Regions from separate parts of the Sus scrofa genome. Here region 2 is linked to region 1. The links are chromatin contacts, called in public HiChIP or PLAC-seq maps. All regions are on one chromosome and are shown on one strand. The core of a region is the stretch at or near the end of the contact, and the rest is flanking DNA. Distances in the headings are between cores, read along the strand shown. Region 1 holds the start of EIF2B4 (a long non-coding RNA gene). Region 2 holds the start of KHK (ketohexokinase).

Region 1 (3,819 bases), core at 157-2,656:
GAAGAGCTGCTTTTCAGTGGGGAAGCCCTAGCTAACTCAGGAATGGAGAGCCAACAGAGGTCTTGAAACGATGGGAAAATACCTGAGGGGTTTCTCCAGCTGTGCTGGGGCAGGACTGAGGAGGGGGCCCTCCTTGTTCCCCTTTTCTTGCCTGCTTCAGGGCCCGCTCAGCCTCTTGCTTCGCTCGCCGTTCAGCTCGAAGTTCAGCTTTACTCCGACCTGCTGGAATTTTCTCCTTGGCAGTGCCCAACTGACTGTCCGGTCCTGGCAGGTCTTTGGTCGGGCCTACTAAGGGTAGATGGAAGAGGTGCCCAAGCTCCAGGCAGGTACTATCTATGCCCCAACCAAAGCTTCTTTTCTGTTTATCTAAACTTTGTCTCTCTTCACTTGTTCCAACCAACTTTGTCCTGTCTCCCCTTCTTCTCTCCCGCCACATCCCTTTACCAGCTCCACAGCCCAGCCCTTTAAAAAAGCCCCCGCACCTTGACATTGGGCTGCAGACACAGCAGAGCCAGTTTCTGGTTCTGTCCCCTTTTCCTCCTTCCGTTTCTTCTTTTGCTGTTTCTTTTCTTTCCGAAGCTGCAGCTTTTCTTCTTGGGTCATCTCCCTCCCCCCTGCCTAAGACACAGACATAAATACTGCTTTTTCCCAACCATTTCAAAAAACGAATAAACACTACAGGATTCCCAAAAGGTCCCTAATGCTCCTTAACTCTTACCAGCTACCTGTTACAAGCTAACAGCCCACAGGGATGGAAGCCTTTCCCCCAGGATCGCAGTCACATTACCAATAAGGCTTATAAGTTGACACTGCCTCCTGCGTAGCGCTTGACAGGCGGCTTGGGAGGGCACCCTCACTTACCCCTGGCCGAGAAGCAAGCTCCGCCTTCATCCCAGATCCCGAGTCTGCATCAGAAAACAGGGCACAAAGTGAATCAGAGAGGTTCCGGAAGGGTTTAGAGGGGCTCGTACTCGACGCAGCTGGCTGCTGGGTCCGCATGACCACGGCTCCTCCACCAGGCGGGAGGTGAGCCAGGGATCCGCGTGGGGACGCAGTGCGCAGCAGGATCAAAGGCGGCGGGGGGAGGAGAGAGCACGCACCCTTCCCGCAGGAACAGGCCGACGCGCAGGGCGGAGTGCGTCCGAGACACCGCGGACCAGATTCCCGCGCGGTGCCGGAACCGAACGACAGGGCCGAGAGGGGCTCGGGGCCCAGCCGTAGCCTCCCAGGGCCTGGCGGCTCGCGTACCTGTTTGTGCGGCCGCCCCTTCACTCACCCTCGCGAACAGCCACAGCCACAGCAGCCATCACCCGTCCTAGGCTCCGCCCGCTGCAGTCACAGGGACCAGAGCGCCCCCAAGGCCGACAGCTGCGGAGCGCAGCTCCCCCACCCAGAGGACTACAAGCCCCGACGTGCTCTGCGGCTCCGCCCGGGCTATGGGTCGCGATAAGGGCCCAGTCAAACCTGGGTTCCCAATCCCGGCAGTAGGCTCTTGCCCTTTAGACTACAGTTCCCAGGATTCCCCGGGAAGCTGCGCCCCAGAGCGGACGTCTCCAGTCCTTCCCTCCTCGGATCTCAACGGCCGCCCCCCCCGCCCAAAAATGGCGAGCGAAGCTTCGGGGACGCGCTGAGTAGCGGAGGCGAGCGTGCAAAGCCACTGCGGCCCTCACAGTTCGGAGCCCGGCCGGGCCCTGCCGCAGGGAACATGCACTTTTCCATTCCTGAAACCGAGTCCCGCAGCGGGGACAGCGGCGGCTCCGCCTACGTGGTGAGGAGCGGCCGGAGCCCGGCCGGGCAGGGGCGGGGATAACGGGCCGGAGCCCTCCGAGCGGCCTCCGAGGTCTGGCCGCCGCCTTTCGGGCCTGGTCACTGGCCGCCAACTCCCGATGGCCTCGCTGGGAGCTTATATTACGTCTCAGATTCGTCCAGAGGTCTCCCCAGCTCCTGTAGGTCCTTTGTTCCGCCGCGTCACCTCCCTCGACTGGGCCGCGGCTACTCTGGTGGGCGTCACTGGCCTCTTGGGGAGGAAGACTCCAGCCCGAGCGCCCGGGTTTCCCCGGGACCGGTCCTTCTGCTTTGGGACCTGGCTCCGGGGCAAACAGACTGGCAACCTTCGGAAGATCTCGGCGCCTTAATCAGGCAGAGCTGTGCCAGGCAACTTCCGGCCAGGGTTCTCAAGGGGGTCGCCCAGACCGCGACCTTAAAATGCTTGCCTGTTTTTGTGTCCTCAGGCCTATAACATTCACGTGAATGGAGTCCTGCACTGTCGAGTGCGCTACAGTCAGCTCCTGGGGCTGCACGAGCAGGTGGGACTAGCACTCCTGCCTTGAGGCAGCTTCAAGCCCTTTCCTACACCTGGGCATCAGTGTCTCCATTTTCCCCCTCGTCGCTTTCCCGGGGGCTGTAGTTCCCTTTTACTCACTACCATAATCACTGCCATGTTGGATCTGGTGCTTTATCTTACCATCGTCTGACATTTCCAGGGGACTCCCCACGAATCTGCGCCTCTAACTGCGCCTCCCTGTACTAACATCCTCCTTCCTGCTTCTTGGTCCCCTCCTTACACAGCCTGTACACTGCCTTTGTCCGTGCATGGAGAAACCGACGACCCTTCCCCGCTCCACTGCCAAAGCACTTTCCCTCTGTCATCTGAGCTGCCACTTGAAACTCTCTTCCCTGCTCATACAAACCATTCACCAGTTTCCTTCTGTGTTCCTTGACTCACCTGAGTGGGTGTAGCTGTTCCAGTTATCCGTATGTGTCGATGATGTAATGTTTCTCCGTTCTCCACACCAAATTGTGAGCTCTGTATTTAACTCAGTACAGCGTCCTGGTTCTATTCATAACTGGTTGTGCAGCCCTAAGCAAGTTACCTGATTTCTTTGGGCCTCGGCTTTCACACCTGAAAAATGGATTTGTTGATCTGCAAAGTCCCTCTCAGTCCTAAGACACGTCGCGAACATACTTAGCCATTACTTGTTTGTGCACACAAACCTTTCTTACAAAGCCCTTTGCTTCCTGTGAGGGTTCAGTGAACACAGCCTTGCTAGATCATCAAGGTGCTCCCAAAACCCAGGCCCTTTACAAACTCTCCCCGTATTGTGAAGAGGCTGACTTCTACACAGTAAGATCGGAAAGAACCTGTATCTAGGACAGCGCTCCCTTGGGATGCTGCCTCTGCCAAAGGGCTCATTTCCTGGATGACCAGGGGACACAGGGGAGCAGGAACTGAGGCAGGGGAAGGAAAGCCCAGGAGGACATTATGAGTGTGTGTTGCCTCTTCTCTTTTGCTGTGTTTGTGTGAAGAATTGTATCTCTTTCTCCAAATAGCTTCGGAAGGAATATGGGGCCAATGTGCTTCCTGCATTCCCCCCAAAGAAGCTTTTCTCTCTGACCCCTGCTGAGGTAGAACAGAGAAGAGAGCAGTTAGAGAAGTACATGCAAGCCGGTGAGTGGTTGGAGGGAACTTTAGGCTGACTCTGTTGAGGACTCCAGGGAGAGACTCAAAGCAGCTGGTTCTGTAGAAGGTTCTGAAGTAGTTTCTAGATCTGGGAGGCCTCTTGTTTGATGTATTGTTTAATTACCAAAAGTAAATAGTTGGAGTTCCCGTAGTGGCTCAGCGGGTTACAATCCCAACTAGTAGCCATGAGGATGTGAATTCGATCCCTGGACCCACTCAGTGGGTTAAGGATCCAGTTTTGCCGTGAGCCGTGGTGTAGGTCACAGATGTGGCTCGGATCCCGAGTTGCTGTGGCTGTGGTATAGGCTGGCAGCTGCAGCTCTGCTTCGACCCCTAGCTGGGGAACTTCCATATGCTGC
Region 2 (3,787 bases), core at 746-3,245, 250 kb before region 1:
GGGAACCCCTGTTCCTTCTTTTCTCGATACCTCTTGCTGCAGCCAGGGGCTTTGGAGTCTGCATAGCCCCTAGCACAGTGGGAGATGTTTGCTGAGTGACTTAACGAGAGCTGACGTACTTCTCATTACTCTGTTTCCTCTTCCCACAGGTCCCCAAGGTGAACAGGGTAAGTTCCTCTCACTCAATGCGGGAGGGAGGGGAACTGAATTAGGGTTGGGGAGACGGAAAACCTCAGGCAGCCCTGAGGGTCGAGACCTGGGAGGGGAGGGGGCTGGGCAGCTCTGCACCAAGCATCCTCTCTGACACCCTCCCCACCCCCACCCAGGAGTGGAGGGGGCACCAGCAGCCTCTGTGCCCCGGGTGGCGTTTTCAGCTGCCCTGAGTTTGCCCCGGTCCGAACCAGGCACAGTGCCCTTTGACAGAGTCCTGCTCAATGACGGGGGCTACTATGATCCACAGACTGGTAAGCTGGGCAGTGGGCGGCTGGGCACTGCGGGAATCAGGGAGGCGGGGCAGTGATGCCCGCGCTCTTGCCTCTTCAGACAAGCTGAATCTTTTCATTCTCTGGTTTGGGGAGACCCTTGTTCTTTCCTTCATTAGTCATTTCCTTCATTTAATCTTTTAATCTTCAATCATTTAATCTTCATTAATCTTTCCTTCATTTCATCATTCTCACCAGAGGGCTGAGGACTGGGGTGGGAAGGGAAGAGCCCATCTTCCCACAGCTCTTTATGGGCGGCCTGCTCTTGCCCAGGCACTGTTTTAAATGCTGGCGATTCAGAAATGAACAAAGCACCCATTTCCCCGCTGTTGTGGAGCTTACATTCTCGCAGAAGGGAGGCAAAGCTCCCAGTGGGCCCCTCCCTAGTCTAGGAGCTCTGGATGGGCTCCCAGACACCTTCCTGGCCCCTGCCACCTGTCTCCCTCCTGACTGCCACCGTTGTCCCCAGGCGTGTTCACCGCCCCTCTGGCTGGACGCTACTTGCTGAGTGCGGTGCTGACTGGGCATCGGCACGAGAAAGTGGAGGCCGTGCTGTCGCGCTCCAACCTGGGTGTGGCCCGCATAGACTCCGGTGGCTACGAGCCTGAGGGCCTGGAGAATAAGCCGGTGGCCGAGAGCCAGCCCAGCCCGGGCGCCCTAGGCGTCTTCAGCCTTATCCTGCCGCTGCAGGCCGGGGATACGGTCTGCATCGACCTGGTCATGGGGCAGCTGGCGCACTCGGAGGAGCCGCTCACCATCTTCAGCGGAGCCCTGCTCTACGAGGACCAGGAGCTGTAACAGGTGTAGACAGGGGGCTGGGCCGCCGGCTACCGCCCGCCAAAGAGCCAGCGGGGGCGGCGGGCTCGCCGGGTCTCGCCTGGGACTGGGCGCTGACTCCGGGCGAGCCGCCGTTTCCGTACCCGCCGCGGCACAGGCGCCCGGAGCAGCCTCCTTCCCACGGTCGGAGCGCGCCGGGTCGGGGACTCGGGTTCCCTCGTTCAGACTTTCGGACTGATCGCCGTCCCCTGCAAGACCCGGACTGCGGAGGAGCCAATCCTCGCACCCTTTGCTCCCCCAGCTGGCCTCTAGACCGAGTCCCTGGGCTCCAGGGCTCTCTCTCGAGGGGCCTCGGGACCCCACCGCCATACTAAACTATTCAGGAATAAAGACATTTGGTTTTTCTAAAAAAAACAAAATACAACAAAAAAAGGCCGTTTACTCCAGCGTGTGTTCAAGCGTAGACAGGCGTACACAGGGGACGGGGCGAGAGAGCCTGGGACCCCGGACCCCGCTTGAGCTCTGCGCTCTGCCTGGGTGGCTCTGCCAGCCCTTGCTCCGGACGCGCGGGCCAGAAGGGCTCCCGCCCCCTTGGAGCCGCAGCGGGGCCTGCCTCCTGGTCGCGCCCTTGCTGCGGGCGTCCGCCAGAGGGCGCTGGAAGCCGGGACCGCGGCGCCGCTAGGCGGGCCTGCCGTCACGTGACCGCCGCCGCTCACCTCGCGGGCCCTCGCTGCTCCACCACGGAGGCTAGACTCGCGCTGGGATTGGCCGAGGCTCGGGGGCGGGGCTGCCGGGACAGCGCAAGCCGCGGCGGCTCGGGATGCCCGGCTCGGGCCGTAGCTGCGAGGCCCTGCTTCACGCCGCCCGTCTAGGTGCTGGGAGGCAGGGCAAGGGATGCCTTTCTGCTGCCACTTTGTCTTGGCATTCAAGAGGGTGCCCAGCCGCGCTTTAGAGAGATTTGCGGTAGTCGGAGTCCGTCGGACAAATGAGGAAACTGAGGGCGAGAAGTGGGAAGCGGAGCCATCTCCTGGGCCGCGCAGCCTGCTGAGCGAAAGCCGGGGACCAAGACCTCGGGGTCTGCGCTCCCAGGCCCGCTGGGGTCGGTGGGTGTGGGGGGCAGGAGCCCGGCTCCGTCCCCTGCACCCCACTGCACCCCTCGCCGCCGGAGGAGACTCCCTGGAGGAGGAGCTCAGGACGCGGAGGAGGAGCCAGGACAGCCCCTGCGAGCGGGACACGATCCTCCAAGATAAGAGGCCGAGCCCGGGAGGAAGCCCGTCAGCCGGGCCAGCCGAGAAAGCTCCGGGAGCGGCCTCATGGAAGAGAAGCAGATCCTGTGCGTGGGGCTAGTGGTGCTGGACATCATCAATGTGGTGGACAAGTACCCGGAGGAGGACACGGACAGCAGGTAGGGATGCCCGGGCCTCTCGGAAACCTCAGGGACCGCTGCCGCCGCCGCCTTGTGCCCGGCGACCAAGAATACGGGGCTGCGGAGCCGGGGCCCCGTGCCCTCTGCCTGTGGCCTTGAGTGCATTGTGTTCGCCGGTTCCCATTTCCACCCTGGGACCGGGTCAGACATCATTGTCCTCATTTTACCGAGTAAGCAAATAGAGACCCCGAGAGTCGCAGTGACTTATGCGAGGGCAAGCAGCTAAGAAGGTGCATGCAGGGCCAGTTTCTTTGTGTTTTCCTTTTTTTTTGGTCTTTTTTAGGGCCTTACCTGCGGCATATGGAAGTTCCCAGGCTAGGGGTGGCCTTACAGCACAGCCATAACAATGCTGGATCCGAGCTGCGTCTGAGACCCACACCGCAGCTCATGGCAACGTCGGATCCTTAACCCACCGAGGGAGGCCAGGGATGTGCCGGTTGTGGCTCAGCTGTACTAGTTTCCATGAGGATGAGCCACGACCGGAACTCCAGTTTTTTCCTTTTTAATAGCAAGACCTATATGCCCGCCTCTCACCGGCACTGACTTCTAATATATTTACCACATAGAGAGCTCATCTGTTTCTTTAAAAAAAAAAAAAGAAAATCGAGGTCACTTCCAAGAAGATATGCAGTTAGACTGTTCAAGAGCATTTGAAACCATGATGTTTGAGCTTCACTGTAGCTCAGAGCTTGCTGGCTGTGCAGGCACATTTGGAGATGCTGTGAGTTGTGGGTAGAGCTGGCTCATGAGACTTCTCCCTGGTGCTGAATTCCAGAAGTTTCCCAGAAATCCTTTTGACAGCAGTCAGTAACAACATAGTGGACACCATCCCACTCGGTTGTCTGGTAGAAGTTGAAGAGTCATGTGTTGGTTCCTATATTTACTCTTGATAAGAACCAAACCGTTAACACTCTAATCCCAAGACCACTTCTGTGCAGCAGAATCCGTGGCTGTCTCTGGGTGCAGTCTAGTGCTTAGAACACAGAGAAAACTTGCTTCCTGGCTCTCAATTGTCTCAGCCTAAGAACTGGATAAAAGCCTAGTTCAAGGCTGAGCTCAGGCAAGACACTGCAGCGCTGGCGGCCTTGAGGCCCCCGCATTT

What was found. HiChIP or PLAC-seq counts read pairs in DNA pulled down with a chosen protein or histone mark.
Region 2: an H3K27ac HiChIP or PLAC-seq map of alveolar macrophages shows a contact between it and region 1. The contact joins the promoter of KHK here to the promoter of EIF2B4 in region 1. A contact is called at or near these places in 2 of 5 promoter capture datasets (fetal skeletal muscle and liver), 3 of 47 Hi-C or Micro-C datasets (heart right ventricle, liver and skeletal muscle) and 2 of 2 datasets of contacts at active chromatin or transcription factors (alveolar macrophages and skeletal muscle).

Annotation. Positions count from the first base shown.
Region 1 is chr3:111,779,248-111,783,066 of Sscrofa11.1, reverse strand. It overlaps EIF2B4 (a long non-coding RNA gene), which reads right to left and starts at 1,406. Exons shown (of 13, transcript XR_002342807.1): 1 at 1,277-1,406; 2 at 862-905; 3 at 483-618; 4 at 84-288. It overlaps SNX17 (sorting nexin-17), which reads left to right and starts at 1,522. Exons shown (of 16, transcript XM_021087689.1): 1 at 1,522-1,768; 2 at 2,232-2,306; 3 at 3,331-3,448. The coding sequence starts at 1,706.
Region 2 is chr3:112,029,823-112,033,609 of Sscrofa11.1, reverse strand. It overlaps KHK (ketohexokinase), which reads left to right and starts at 1,995. Exons shown (of 8, transcript XM_003125300.4): 1 at 1,995-2,664. The coding sequence starts at 2,573. EMILIN1 (EMILIN-1) reads left to right here. Exons shown (of 8, transcript XM_003125303.4): 6 at 150-167; 7 at 327-464; 8 at 952-1,700. The coding sequence ends at 1,280.